2 separate regions of the Sus scrofa genome follow, and region 2 is linked to region 1. The links are chromatin contacts, called in public HiChIP or PLAC-seq maps. All regions are on one chromosome and are shown on one strand. The core of a region is the stretch at or near the end of the contact, and the rest is flanking DNA. Distances in the headings are between cores, read along the strand shown.

Region 1 (7,508 bases), core at 1,866-4,365:
GGCTGGAGGCCCTGCTGGGGTCCGGGCAGTGATCCTGCCCGAACAGAAGTGCTGGCAGCTGTGGGCTCCTGGCAAGATGGAGTCCCAGACCTCATACGAGGCCCAAGGGTAGCTGCTACTGCGAAGGCTAGAACCAGGAAGAAGGAAAGCAGCAGAACAAACAAGGAAGGCTTGAGAAGTGAAGTGGGAAGAAAAAACATCCCCATAAAATGCTCACAGAGGGAACATGGTCCCTGGACAGGGGCTGCTGCTGTGGCGGGGTCAGGGCGGGATGACCCTCCCAAGGCAGCTTGGTGCCAAGCTTTGGGGGAGCAGAGGCCCCATGGGAGGCAGGTACCAATGGCTTCCTCCTTCAGCCTGTCACACCTCTAAGTCAAACAGTCTCTCCTGGGTGGTTTCACAAGATGTGATAAGGACTCAGTAAGGTTAGTCAAGAAATGCCACTAGCCTGGGAGGTGACCTCCAGACTCCCCTGAGGTGGCCTGTCCTGTCTGTCCCTTCCAGGTGAGGTGCTCAGGTGAGAGCACAGCTTTGGGGGCCCACAGTCTCTTCCAGAACTTTGTGGTTAACTCTAGTTTGTGTCCATGCCTGTTCAGCGCATAGAGGCCAGATTCGGCTGAAGCATCGTGGTCTTCCAGGACCGGGCCCCCTACATCCTCCCCAGCACCATGCTCTGGAGGAGCAGCTGGGAACCCTGCCAGGTTCAGAGAGCCAGAGGTGGGGAGAAGGGGACAGCTGGCAGTGACCAGGAGAGAGCAGACTCAGGGGGTGAAAGCCTGACAGTGCTGGGCAGAAGACAAACCTGCAAGCAATATCCAGCCATCTCCTAGTCTTATCCATGCCTTCCAAAGAGCTCGCTGCTCATCCCCTCTGTTCAGGAAAGCCAAGGATTACCATTGAGGCCCAGATGAGCAGCAGGTGACTCGGGACCCAACCCAAAGTTCAGCCCTTGTACACCCCAGAGTCTGGCTGTGGCCAGTGGGACAGAACCCAATCCAACAGGTGATTCCAAAATTGCAAGAGAAGTCAACCACCAACAGTAACCCCCTGCCCACCCAAGCTGGCAGCAAGGCCTGTCCCCTGCAGCACACCTGAAGAGCTCCAGGCCTCCCTGCCAGAAATGGCAGCAGAACGCTGCAGGAAGTGTGCGAGCATTGTTGGCTCTTACAAATTCAGGGTGGTTTTATCATCACCAAATCTTCCGACTTTATTACCCTGATAGCAGGATAACAAGCAGCTCCAGGCCTCCTGCCACAACAGCTGACTCTGATGTTCTAGATTGTAGGTTGCAGGAGTTTCCATCGTGGCTCACTGGTTAATGTACTCAACTAGTAGCCATGAGGAAGCGGGTTCGATCCCTGGCCTCGCTCAGTGGGTTAAGGATCTGGTATTGCCGTGAGCTGTGTTGTAGCCCACAGACGAGGCTGGGATCCTGTGTTGCTATGGCTGTGATGTAGGCTGGTGGCTACAGCTTCAGTTGGACCCCTAGCCTGGGAACCTCCATATGCTGCAAACCTCTCCTTAAAGCCCCACCAACGGTCCTGGACAACCTTTACCTCCGTAGACACTAGCCCTGGAGCACCAAGGGAATGGCAGAGCATCTGGCTGCAGTGGGAGGCAGGGCTCCCCGCTCTATCAACTGAGTGGGCTCTGGAGTTAAGCTGTTGGCACCCCACAGCTTAGACAAATGGCTTAACTCTATGCCTTGGCTTCCTTCTCTATAAAACGGGGACCACGATGTTTCTCCTGCAGGGCTGGTGGGAGGCACACACCTGAGACAATGCCCCTTAAAGCGCTCAGTCAGGGCAGAGCCCTAGCGGGCACTCAAAATCTGTTTGCTTTTACAAAGTCACCTCTCCAGACAATGGGAAACACAATAGCAGCCCCCATCTGATATTTTCCCTGTGAAACCCCAATAAACAGCTGGGGGAGGGCATTTGTCCCCAAACTAGACAAGAGGTGTGTGAAGGGAAAAGGAAGCCTCTCCTTCTGCACACACATCCACCTACGGCAGACTCAGGACTGGGACAGGTGTCAGAGGACGGAAGAAGGTGGAAAGATAAGGGGCCAGCAGGAGGGAGAAGGCCGGCATATTGGGCATTTCTCCAGGAAGAGATGACCTGGAACCTTGTTCATTCCCAGTGACAGTCTGTGATCCTGTGGGAGCCAGGGCGGGAGGAAGACCCCAGGAAGCCTCCGCAGCCTCCATGCACCCACTGAACTGGGACTGGTGTACACAATCCACTGGCTTAACCTCAAACCCTCAACCCTGCCGGGGCTGGGACACAGCCACACAAGGTGAGTGCGGAAGGAAGCTGGGGGGCGAGGGGCGGGGGAGTGTCATTCTGTGTCCCACGCTGTGGACTCCGGCTCTCGGCCACCGCGGAGTCTCAGGTAGCCAGGCTTCTCAGGTACTGGAACCTCGGCGTTTTGGGTTTCCTCGCTGAGCTCTCCTCGCTCTCCTCCCCCCTCCCTACCCCCAGCTTCCCTCCTCGGGTCTCCCCCTGGGTCGCATGGAGTGGTGACTGAAAGGGAAGCCCCAGCAGCAGGGGACACAGACGCCTGGCCCTTTCCCAGACTCGCCTCGCTTTGCATACCTCGCAAGGTCAGAGAAAGACGGGCCCTAGGCTGCGCTCCGGGTTAGGCTGGAAGGTCGACTCCAGCTGACAAATCCCCAAAGGCGGGGTGGGGGAGGAGGAAGGGATCGGCCGCAATAGCGAAAAGCTGGAGAAGGGGCAGTCCAGAAAAGTCAGGGAAGCTGGGGAGGCGCCGGCTCGGGGTCTGCGCGGCCCGGGCACCTTCCCTATCCTCCCACTCACCCTGTTCTCCCCTGCTCCGGACTCCGGGCGGGAGAGGCGGGAGGACCGCGCCCCGGAACCGGACACTAGACGTGGCACCCCGACGCAGACCCAGGTCCCGAGGGTCCCGGGAAAGGCGGAGGGCGACATTCTCCACCCCACCCCGGTCCCCTCAACACCCCTTCTCCTTTACCTGCGGCGGTGGCGGTGCGGCGGTCCAGCGAGGCCCGGAGAAATTTTCAGGCTCCACTCGGCCGGGCGGGCGGTGTCTCAATCACTTAAAAGTTACAAAGTGAAACTCCGGCATCTCCCGCGCATGCGCACCTCCGCAGCTCTCCCAATTTGCAGCTTCGCCCGCGCTGGCTTCTGCCTCGCCGCCGCCTCCCGCGCCTGGGGCCCTGCGCCCCTCCGTGATCCTCCGCCCCGGCCTGGCGTCGGGGCCGCTGCTAGCCCTCGCAGCTCCTGCGGGCAAGCTGCAGGCCCCGGCCCTGCCCGCTCGTGTCCCGGAACCGAGGAGGGCACCGCCAGAGCTAATTCCCCTCCCCAGCCTCCGGGCGCGTCCCCCTTCCCGGGCACTTCGGGGAGCCCCGGGCCAAGCACAGGGTGGTCACGGGCAGGGCGTGTTCGGGGAGAATATCGGCAAACCTTCTTGATTATGCTGTTTTGCACCGAATTTCCTCCAACGGCCCGAAAGTTTGAGGATGGGAAGTCTGGCCGGGCTCAGCCAGCGGTCACCGGACGCCCGCTGCGAAAGGCCACGGCTCCCCCACCGCTCTAAGAGCCGGAGAGTGAAACCCTGAGGGGTCCTATGTTTGGCCCCAAATGAGGTCGCAGTGTTTTCAGCGGTCCTCTGGAGCCAAAGCGAGTACTCCCCGTACCTGGGGACACCGATCTAGTCCAGCTCGCTAAGCGCGGCGTATCTCCCCCAGCTGGGTCGCAAAGTGTTTCCTATGAGCCAGAGGCCTCTGCTACTGGACTGGAAGCTGCCCGAGGGCGCCGAGGTGTGTGCTGGCAAGACGCAGGTCAGGGTTCAGTGAGGACCGCACTCCCAGGGAAGCGGAAGAGCATCGCCTGCCAGCTGCAGCAAATTGCCATCCTCCTCCCGCCTCGGTTTCCACACCTGCAACGCGAGGGGGTTGGGCCAAAGCTTCCTCTCAGCTCCTTTCTAGCGCTAAAACTCTGTAAATCCTCAACAGCCCTTCACTCCGCACCTGTACACTTTTGCAGGGTCTCTGAGCTCTCCTCCAGTTCTGGGCTTTCATCTTTCCTTGGGATGGGAAAATTTCCTCCCCTCCCTCCCACGAAGCCAGCACCAGCCTGTGGCTGTCTGCTGTGGGGTGGGGGTGGGGATGTCTCCAGTTTCCTCAACAGTCCTTCTCTGTCCCATCTGGCTTCCTCCTTCTCCCCCACCCCCAGCCGCTAGTCCTTTCCTGGAGCTGGTCCTTGGGCCTGCGCTCAGCCAGCCTTTGCCCTTCCAGGACAAATTTTTAATTAACTGAAAAATTAATTTTAAAAAATTAAATCTTATATTCAGCCTATTAACATTTGCTCCCTTTATTTGCCCCGAAATCTAAAGGAGTGACCCATAGTCTTGTAGTACTGATGATATTGGGGGTTTTTTAAATGATTTTTATTTTTTGCGTTATAGCTGGTTTACAGTGTTCTGTCAGTTTTCTACTGTACAGCAAACTGACCCAGTCACACATACATATATACATTTTTCTCACATTATCCTCCATCATGCTCCACCATAAGTGACTAGATCTAGTTCCCAGTGCTATACAGCAGGATCTCATTGCTTATCCACTCAACAGGCAATAGTTTGCATTAACACCAGCTGATGATTTTGGTCATAGTTTGCATCTATTAACCCCAGCTGATGATGATTTTAAATTTTGTGTCAAGTAGAATTGAAATAAAGCCCACTTGCTGTGCCAAAGTAAAAATAGCAACTATGACAGAAATTTTTTCGGTCTTGGTTCTGAAGACAGGCACACTAGAATCAATTCATTTCAAACCTCGTGTCCTGTATTACTTAACTGAGACTTTTTTTCAAACAAGTGGCCACACCTGTTGCATGTGAGATTTCCCGAGCCAGGGGTCAAGCCACAGCCACTACAGAAGCAACACCATGTAGTTAAGTTGTGAGCCATAAGGCAAGTCCCTAACTGAGAACTTGAACAAGTTTTTTTTTTTTTTTTTTTTTTTAGCTCTTTCCTTAAGTTTTCTTATCTGATTGACCTAATCCTGATAGAATTTTCTGTTTCCTCACAATTTGCAGGGTACTGGGTAAAACAGAAATACAGAATAAAATGGGTTTTCTTTACCTCTTGCAGAATTCTCTTAGTATCTGAGTTGGGATTGCACAGCCCATACTTGACCCTAGGTTTTAAGCCCAGAGTAGCAGCCCCATCTCCCACCCATAGCACCAAGCTCAGCCCAGAGCCAGTGACAGGACAGGGTAACAATGACAGACTGGGGTTTCTGCTCTTAGGTTACAAAATCTACACAGGTAAGTGCTTAGGATACAGTGCGCTGAATAATACAGTGCAGTCAAGAAGAACGAAGACTGGGTGGGGGCTAACCAGTGGCCAGAGAGTCTTGTTCCTGGGAAACAAATTAGGGGGTGAACTGACTGGTCAGAAGAGTCCAGTAGAAAGCCCAGAGTATGTGTCATTGGCAGCTCAATAACCCCCATCTCTCCTGGTGCCCTAGAACATTGCTGACACACACGGAAGCCAAGTCTCTCTATGGCTGCATGCTGTGCCTACGGCTCCAGCTTCCTTGGCACGGGCGCCCCATCCCAGGCACAGCTGCACTCTTCACCCTCATGTTGGGCAGGCTGACCACCTGGGGCCTGGGCTTGCCGCCCTCCTGGATGCTGACGATCACGGGCAACGAGGTTGTCTCCGAGGCGATGCACTGGCGAGGCCCCAGAAATGGCCACCTGAAGGCCAGGGGCTCGGGGGGCTGCTGGCAGGTGCCCACACACTCATAGGCCAGGAAGCCCGGGGGCTCCAGGACCCAGTTCTCAGCCCATTTCATCCCCTGCAGGTCAATGTACATCTCCTGGCGGCAGCAGCGGGTGCCCTCGGTCACTGGCGCCTTCGGGTCACAATTTCCCTGAGCTCTGTGGGAGGCAAGGAGGGCCAGAGTCAGAGGTCGGCTGGGAGGGCAGAGGTCAGGGAGCCCAGGGTGGGGCTCAGTGGGGCATCTGGAGGGAGACCGATGACCCATCTCTCATAAAGGTCCAATGCTGGTTATTTGTGATAAAGACAGATAACTAGAAATAACTCCAAAATAAGTAGAGCTAATATTATTCCTAATGTACTCCTAAGAGTGGAAGCAGAGATTTTATATATTCATGCATTCCGTAGCTCCCTGAACCATTACCCCCTTCAAAGTAAGTTCAATTTCCCCATTTGTCTCATTATTCAGGTTCATTAGTTTGACCCGCAGTGCCTACCCGTAGTCCCTGAGGTCCAGGGTGTGCAGCTCCAGCTGCGGCTCCCCCTGCCCGCCGCCCGACGGCCCCTGGGAGGCGAAGCGGACCAGCCTGTGGGCGTCCGAGCCCCGCGGGCCCGGGGGCTCCCGCTGCACAGACACCTGCAGCAGCAGCGGCTGCCGGGGCCGGCGCAGCTGCTGCCAGAAGGTCACCGCCTCCGTCACGTCCAGGGCCTGCCAGCCGCTCTCGTGGATGGACACCAGCCTGCGACACCACAGCGAGACAGGCCCGCGCTGAGCGGTGGGGACCGCGACGGCTCGGGGCAGCCCCGGGAGCCCCTCTCCCACACGCCCCGGGGCCGGGACCCTGCCGCCCCTCCCTCTCCCCGCTCCCTGCCTCCCGCCCCCGGCCAGGCCCCCTCCTCTTCCCTCCTAAACGCACCCCAGCCCCCAGCTCCCCACCTGGAGTCGATGAGGGAGGTGCGGTTGGAGCCGTCCTCGCGGATGTGCAGCCACTGGACGGTGACCCGGGCGCGGTCGCTGCGCGGGAAGAGCCGCTCGTGCCGGCGGAGCGCGGCCTTGGGGACCGGCTCCTGGAAGAGGCGCAGCACCGCCTGCACCAGCTCGCTGTGGGGCGGCAGCCGCTGCTCCATGTCGAACACCAGCAGGTGCGTGGAGGCCTCGGACAGCAGGAACCTGCCAACCACCTCTGCGGACACGAGTGGGGGTCAGCGGGGCCCCTGTGGCTACCGGGGGAACTCTGAGGATGCAGGGCCTAGAGCCAGTGAGCAAGATTTGCCCCAGTAATGCCGCTTGGGGAGAGGGGCATTAGAAGCTGGGAAACTGATGGTGCAGGACAGAAAGAGGGCATCTCCATTCTCAGAAACACTGTTAGGGGAGTTCCCATTGTGGCTCAGTAGGTTAAGGATCTGGCGTTGGTGTGGCTGTGGTGTAGGCCGGCAGCTGCAGCTCCTATTCAACCCCTAGCCTGGAAACTTCCATATGCTGCAGGTGCTGCCCTAAGGGGAAAAAAGGAAGAAAGAAACACTCTTAGGGCCAAGCCTGTCTCCAAAACCATCGTCTGGGGTTGGGGCTTGTTTACTGGCAGCCTCCACCCTCAGCCGGTAGGTGCAGCTTTGGAACACTGAGCAAGCACTGGGGCTTCAAGCGACAACTAGAGACTGGCTGCCTTCATTGGGCAAAGGGGCCCCAGGGGGAAGGGAGGGCGGGGGGCAGAGGACCCACTGCTGGAACTCTATGGTCACC
Region 2 (7,508 bases), core at 1,881-4,380, 130 kb after region 1:
TACAGGAGTTCCTGTCATGGCTCAGAGGAAACGAATCTGACTAGTATTCATTCATGAGGATGCAGGTTCAATCCCTGGCCTTGTTCAATGGTTTAAGGATCTGGCATTGCCATGAGCTGTGGTGTATGTCAAAGACACGGCTCGGATCTGGCGGTACTGTGACTGTGGCGTAGGACAGCAGCTGCAGCTCCAATTGGACCCCTAGCCTGGGAACCTCTACATGATGCAGGTGTGGCACTAAAAAGACTGAAAAATAAAAATAATAATTATAAAAAATAAAAGCTTTTGCTCGTCTCCTTTCCCTTGTTTTTTAAACTCCATTTTTTTTTTCTTTTTTGGCTGCCCTCGAACCATGCCAATGTTCCCAGGCCAGGGGCCAGGAATTGAACCTGCACCATAGCAGTGACAACGCCAGCCAGAGCCATCAGGGAAGTCCTAAACTCCAAATTTTGAGATCATTGTTAGCCCAAGAGTTCTAGCAGTAGAGCCAATTTAAGACTGACCCTGGTATCCCTTTAGGATCCCCTTTTTGTCCTGACAGCTTTGCTCCCCCTATGATCTGACCCTAAGGCCCTTTTCTCCCCTCAGCTACAGCTCTGCCACTCTATTAGGAATCCAATGGACCTCTTCCCTTCCTTTCCTCCAAGTGCTACTTCCCTGTGTAAGGCAATGCTTCTAGAGACCATGAGCCCCATGAGGGCTTGTATTGTTCACTGTTGTATTCCAGCACCCAGAATTGGGCCCAGCACATAGTTGGCACTCAATAAATATTCACTCAGTGAGAGAACTTCCAGAAGCCACTGGTAGGTAACAAGGCACCTATCCAGGTGCCAAACATATTTGATTCTACAACTAGAAAAAACAGTCTTGGAGTTCCCGTTATGGCTCATCGGTTATGAGCCCAACTAGTATCCACGTGGGTGCAGGTTCGATTACTGGCCTCATTCAGTGGGTTAAGGATCCAGCACTGCTGTGAGCTGTGGTGTAGGTAGCAGACAATCGTGGATACTGTGTTGCTGTGGCTGTGGCATAGGCCAGCAGCTGCAGCTCCAAGTTGACCCCTAGCCTGGGCACTTCCATATTGCTAGGGTGCAGCCCTAAGAAGCAAACAAAACAAAACAAAACAAAACAAAAAATAAAACTTCACACAGATAAAAATATTTCCTCCATTTTACAGATGGTTCAGACAATCCAAGATCAGAACTATTTTACCTAAAATAGTCTTTCCTGTCCTTAGAAGTATTTTTTAAGCCAAAAAATAGAAGCTATGGAAAAATCTAGCATATAAAGAGAACATTACCCATGCTATTTAAAATTTCTTGATGTAGGATTAATTCAATTGATATGGAACAGCCTTCCTGGAAAACTCTTGGAAAAAAACAACAGATATTTTAGTTCCCTCAAAACAAAACAAAAAACAGGCAAAAATAAATAAATAAATACAACCACATTTTCTTGGCTGGAATTACAAGAACTCTTCACTGGCAGCTCAGCCTAGGGTTTTCTGCACATATGCTTTTAGGATAGGCTTGCAGAGTGCATGTGTTCTGTACAGCAACCACAGACACTTAACATTCATTAAATAATAATGAAACAGAAGGCCTGGATTTTGTTTGTTTCTCCTGGGTCTGTTCCTCACTTAAGTGACCTTGGACAAATCTATTTTTTCATATGTGATTTCCATATATCCGTTTTTAGGATAATGTTTATGATTACAATGCTTTATAAGATCTTCAAACTGCGGAAAAGTAGTTAATGCCCTCCATCTATGAAATTTATCTTTCACTATCCTATGGGATGTCAGCATGACACTTCTATTGAAAACCTTCACACATAGTTGCAAAGTGTTGTCAATACCAACTAGGGACCGTGCAGATATTCTGAGTCCAATGAACTAACAACATGGATAACTTGAAACGGTAAGTCTGTTTCCTACGCTACTGAGAATGGAAAAATATAATCATCCCCAAACCACGTTTTCCTTATTTCTGCCGGTTTTCTACCGCATGTAAACTATGCAGAAGCCGCTGACAATGTTTGATTTGGCAATTCTACCTAACATTTCATCGTTAAAAGGCCCAACAGGCTAGTAGGACACTCGGCCAGAACCGGAGTCAGGCCCTGGTGCAGTTAGCTGTGTATTCCATACATTGTTTTAGAGGCTTACAAAATACAGCCATCTTGCATCAGGCATCCCGGCCCAGGAAGGAGGCGAGCCCCGTCCCCTCCGAGATGCTACCTGCGAAGAGTCGGGCGTCCTAGGTGGCAGAGCCCGTGCGCGCAGCCCGCAGCCCGCACCGCGGGGCCCGCCTCCGTCCCCGGGCCAGTGTCTTGAGTGAATAAAGTTGTCTGAGGGCGAGCCAGCGGCACCTGGCCCGAAGCGAGGGCACGAAGACGGCCGGCCCACAGCCCTGCCAGCCGCTAGAGCCGCCCCCTCCGAAAGTGGGCGCAAGACGGGAGGCTTCTATTTGCAAGCTTCCTTTTGGGTAGTGTTTTCAACTGGGCCGCGGCGACCCGGCCCGCCGTGGCCTCCTCCCCGCCCCCACGCCGCCCGGGGTGCCTCGGGGACGCGCGCCGGGGCCCGCGCCGGAGCGGGGCGCCCCCTCCTTCGCCCTCCCCGCTGCGGCCCGAGACGCCCGCAGGTCGGGCGTTCACCCGCCGAGCCTCGGCCGGCCCGCCCCACCCCCTCACTTCCCCTCGGCGCCCCAAACCCGGGCTTCCAGAGTTCGATGACGTGTGCGCACGGAGCGGGGTGGGAGTGCGGAGCAGGGGAGCGGGAGTCAAAACTGGGGCGGGCGGGCAGCCGTCTCGGCGGGAGCGACGGCCCTTCGGCGTGTCTTTTGTGTTTGTACACACACGGCGCGAGGCTGCCGGGAGGAGGGAGCGGGCGGCGCGCGGGGGAGGGGCGAGCGCGCGCCAGCGAACGGGAGCGCGGGGGGAGGGGCGGGGGCGGGGCGCGAGCAAGGGGCGGGGGGCGGGGCCGAGCCTTCCCTCCATTGTGTGTGATTGGTTGGCGCGCGGCGCGGGGGCGGGGCGGCGTGTGTTGGGGGATAGCCTCGGTGTCAGCCATCTTTCAATTGTGTTCGCAGCCGCCGCCGCGCCGCCGTCGCTCGCCAACGCCAGCGCCGCCTCTAGCTCGCCGAGCTCCAGCCGAAGGAGAAGGGGGGTAAGTTTCCCCGTTTGCCCGCTTCCCCGGAACCGAGCCCCGCTTGCCGTCAGCCCCGGGCCGGGCCCCGGCGGTGCGGAAGGGGGGCCCCACGGTCCCTCCTGCTTGGCCCACAAACTTTTTGGCCCAGAAATGGAGAGGAGCGAGTTTCCCTCTCCCCTCAGGCGGCGGCGGCTCCGGCGGCTCCCCCGTCTCTCGCCGCCTCAGCCCAACAGCAGCAACCGCCGCGTCGCCGAGCCTGCTCTCCCTCCTCCCCGCGCCCCTGGCTCCTCTTTCTTCGGTGAAATCCCGCCCGGCGCCCCTTCCCGGGACCCCAGACCTTCACCATGACCCGCGCGGGCCTCTTAACTACAGCCCCCGGGCCCCGGCCCCCAGTTTTCGGGCGGGAAAAGGGTGGAAATTGCCGCTGCTTCCCACCCTGGGGTAACTCGCTTTTTGCTGCCTCCCCACAGTTGTTGCTAAGCTTCACCATCTTGTCTCTCTTCTCTGGTCACCGACCATATTTTTTCCCCCGTTTCTCTCTTCCCCATTTCAAAAAAGGAGGACAATTTTTAAAAGAGAAACATGTTTTTCTCCTTTTTTAGAGAAGCGGAAACTTGATGCATTTGAAATGCAAAAAAAAAAAACTTTTGCATTTTGGAGGGCGGCACGTGGCAGGGGATCGGGGTATTTTCAAGCGTTTTGGTGTTTTGTCTCTTTGGTAGGGAATCGGATACGTTTTGCGATTGTTTCCATTTTGTTCGGGTCTGGGAGCTCAGTTTGGCTGCGCGAGACGCTGGGAGCGAGACGGGCAGGCTGGGGGACCCTGTGCCGAGGGGCCGGTGGAGGCGAAACCAAAAGTTTATGTCGTGCTTGGGGTGGACCGGTCGGTCGCTCTCGTGCGTTAATTAAAGCCTGGGTGCGGGGCACTTGTTTTTATTTCATTGCGAAGCCTCGGAGGACTGGACGGCGAGGACGGGGCTTTGTAGAATGCTCGCTTGGTGGTAGCTGTTGTTCCCCTCTTGTTTTTGGAGACGCCTTTTTGTCAACAGAACTGTAGAGATGCAAAATCAGGAATGTTTTCTGATATTTACAGCAGTCTATCAACTGCCAGACGTAAAGGGGGGGGCAGCGCGGGGGGGGCTAAAACCTTTTTTGCTGTAATTTGACGCGACCTTTCTGTGGTTTGTGGCTTCATTATTTTGACTTATTCGTTGATCGGATGTTTACAGACATTTCTAATTTCTACTTTAATTAAAGAAATTGAAGCGAAGGCAGATAGGGGTCTTTTTGTTTTGCCATTTATCGCTCAGATTTAGCATTTTGAGAGGTGACTGGTGTTAATGCTAACAATTTTCTAGTACTACAGTTTGTTTCAAGAAGTCATATTTGGGTGGTAGGCGTAATCTGCACCCTTTCAAATTATGTAACATTACGGACATTTTTAAATACTGAGCCAAATTTTCAGATTGGGGGGGCGCGGTGGCAGTGGCAGGAAAACTTGTATGTTTGGTGGTTGCATGTGGTGATTTTTTTTTTTTTTTTTTTTTTTTTTGATGCTGGTAGGTAAGTAAGGAGGTCTCTATACCATGGCTCGTACAAAGCAGACCGCCCGCAAATCGACTGGTGGTAAAGCACCGAGGAAGCAACTGGCTACAAAAGCCGCTCGCAAGAGTGCGCCCTCTACTGGAGGGGTGAAGAAACCTCATCGTTACAGGTATTAAAAAGACGGGAAAAAAATGGGGCAAAGTGTATCTTCCGAAGTAATAGCTATACAATCTAATAAAAAGATGTATAATAAGCATCCTTTTTGCCTTAGGGAAACTGGTATTTTTTTCCCCTTTTGGTTATTTACTAAATTTTATATTTGGTGTTGGGTTTTATTAAGGACCATGTTTAATTTCGAAGCTGTAATCTTAGCTTAAGGGAGATGTTGCATCAGTAATATCGTTAATGCTATGGAGTAAAATTTTATTTAGCTGACACATTAGAAGTTTTTTAAATAATAAAGTATTGTTTTTTAAATACCCTTTTGAGGATGCTCTTGATTGTTGTCAAAATAATTTTATCACGATTGGGAGAATTTTTAGTCCTTCATTTACTTAAATTGGGTTATTTCCGTCTATTAAAACATTAGTTTTGAACTACCCTGAGCAGTGTTGTTAAGGGCATCTGCCATTAGAGGGCAGAAGTTATCCGTATTTAGGTGCCCTCTGTGAATGATTTTACAGTTAACCTAAAGTAAAAGCTGGTACAGTGGAAGAAATAAGTCAGAATTGAGGTAATTTTCTGGCTGAAAATCAGTTAAAAAAAGAAAAAACTTCTATATGGAAGACACCTCACACAGTCAAGAGTATTCAGATTTAATCATTGATGAGTGATGGTCCTAGTCAAACTAAAGGTGTTCTGGGAAACCAAACTTAATGTAAGTGTATTTTTAAATGAAGCTCATTGGGTTGTGTTGGTAGGACTTTTAGAAGAATTGAGGGTGCTGATATGATAATTATTACAGAAGTTAGTTAAGTATATATGAAAGATGAAGAAAATAAAGGGGATTTTGATTAAACTCCCTGCCAGGAATCTACATTAATACCATGCTTTTTGCTCTAAAGGTATTGTGGTGTTACTCTTAATAGACTTGAATATTCAGGTCATAAATTGATAAGTGAAATTTGATACCAAACCTGAAGAATAGTTAGGTGATTTTTTGGGGGGGGGGAGCGACAGCATCGCTTCAAAGCTGATCACTCTTATGTCTTTATGTATTTGGTAACCATTTCTTTAATGTGTTTTGCTTTAAAGGCCTGGTACCGTGGCACTCCGTGAAATTAGACGTTATCAGAAGTCCACTGAACTTCTGATTCGCAAGCTTCCCTTCCAGCGTCTGGTGCGGGAAATTGCTCAGGACTTCAAAACAGATCTGCGCTTCCAGAGTGCAGCTATTGGTGCTTTGCAGGTAAAATGGTGGGTGGGAAAGGCTCTAAAGAGTTGGCGGTACTGCTTTGTACCAAGAACAGTTCTAAATCTTTGCATATGCCTGTGCAATTTAATCACCACAAACTGATGAGGTACGTGATAACTATTTCACTGTTGAGGTGTCAGAAAGGTTAAGTTGCTCAAGGACATACTTACAGATATGTAGTTTTAGACTTTGAGACACTGAGATGTTTAAAGGGAAAAAAAGCCCTCTAGTTCAGCTGACTTGCTGCAGGACATTAAGAAGTCATGGGGCTAAAGGTCTGTATTGGTGATTAGATTCAAACAGTGACAATTTTTTAGGGAAGTTAGAATAAATGGCTTCCAGCACCTGAAGAGGTGATTGCAAATACAGAAATATGTGGGGTGAGAATTGGCAGTATTAAGTGTGCATTGAGGTAAAAGAAGCATGAGTGGTAGTTAGGATTGGATTGACAATAGGGAGGAAAAGATAGGCTTGTAAAAGAGAAATTCGAAGACTTGTTTGCTGAAAGGGATTATGTATGGATTTCTACTTAAATGGCAAACAGTGAATTTACTCTTAGCTCCAGTGTGTCAGAACTTTGAGAAATACTGTTTTAGCTGTGGTTATATATTTGAAATATTGATGGTTTATGCTACAATTAAAACTTGAAATGCCTACAAGTAAGATTTGATTAGTTATATAGATATAATTAACATCAATCACTTAAGGAACCTATTACTATTATGTTAATGTGTTTGGCATTAGTTAGATCATTGTAACTCAAAGTGTGGTAAGACTACCACCTCCATCAGAGCATGGGGTTGGAGGTGATTAAAAATGCGTGGAATGTTAGGCACCACCACAGACCTGAATCTGGAATCTCTTGGGGGAGGGTCCAGAATCTACATAGATTCCATTGGAGGATTTTTCAGGGCTGCTGTTGCCAAGCTTTTCCTTTATGTGTGAGGAAGATTTGATAGGTGGATTCTACCCTGAAGTGTAATTGGTTGAGCTGTTTCTATGGTTAGTCTGAACTTCACTTGATTGGTGAATTCCAGGAGTAGACATTCATTAAATTCTCAATGAATTGAAATTACTGAAATTTCAAACTACTAAAATCTTCCAATGCTAGTACCTAAAACCTTTATTTTGTTTTAATCATTGACCATCTCTAGAGCCCATTTTATTACTACAATTGCTGATCACATTTCCCCTCTAATTTTAAATATTGAGATATTACAGTATTCTCAGGCACTGATTCAAAGCTGCTCATTTTGTTTAGCAGGGCTCTTCTTGAAGAACACAACATTATACTTGAAAGTCCAACAATGTTGAGCTTAAGTGTCAGTGATGGAGCTTTGTGAATTAATTACTAAACAGTATGGGTGAAAGACTATTGTGGGGTGTTTTTGGTTTTTTGTT

What was found. HiChIP or PLAC-seq counts read pairs in DNA pulled down with a chosen protein or histone mark.
Region 2: a contact with region 1 is called in an H3K27ac HiChIP or PLAC-seq map of alveolar macrophages. The contact joins the promoter of H3F3A here to the promoter of TMEM63A in region 1. A contact is called at or near these places in 1 of 5 promoter capture datasets (fetal liver), 1 of 47 Hi-C or Micro-C datasets (epiblast stem cells) and 1 of 2 datasets of contacts at active chromatin or transcription factors (alveolar macrophages).

Annotation. Positions count from the first base shown.
Region 1 is chr10:13,810,174-13,817,681 of Sscrofa11.1, forward strand. It overlaps TMEM63A (transmembrane protein 63A), which reads right to left and starts at 3,116. Exons shown (of 24, transcript NM_001243189.1): 1 at 2,992-3,116. LOC100524517 (left-right determination factor 2) reads right to left here. Exons shown (of 5, transcript XM_003130541.4): 2 at 6,705-6,951; 3 at 6,265-6,507; 4 at 5,624-5,928; 5 at 4,984-5,621. The coding sequence ends at 5,566.
Region 2 is chr10:13,936,808-13,944,315 of Sscrofa11.1, forward strand. H3F3A (H3 histone, family 3A) reads left to right here and starts at 3,131. Exons shown (of 4, transcript NM_213930.1): 1 at 3,131-3,166; 2 at 4,712-4,862; 3 at 5,948-6,101. The coding sequence starts at 4,735.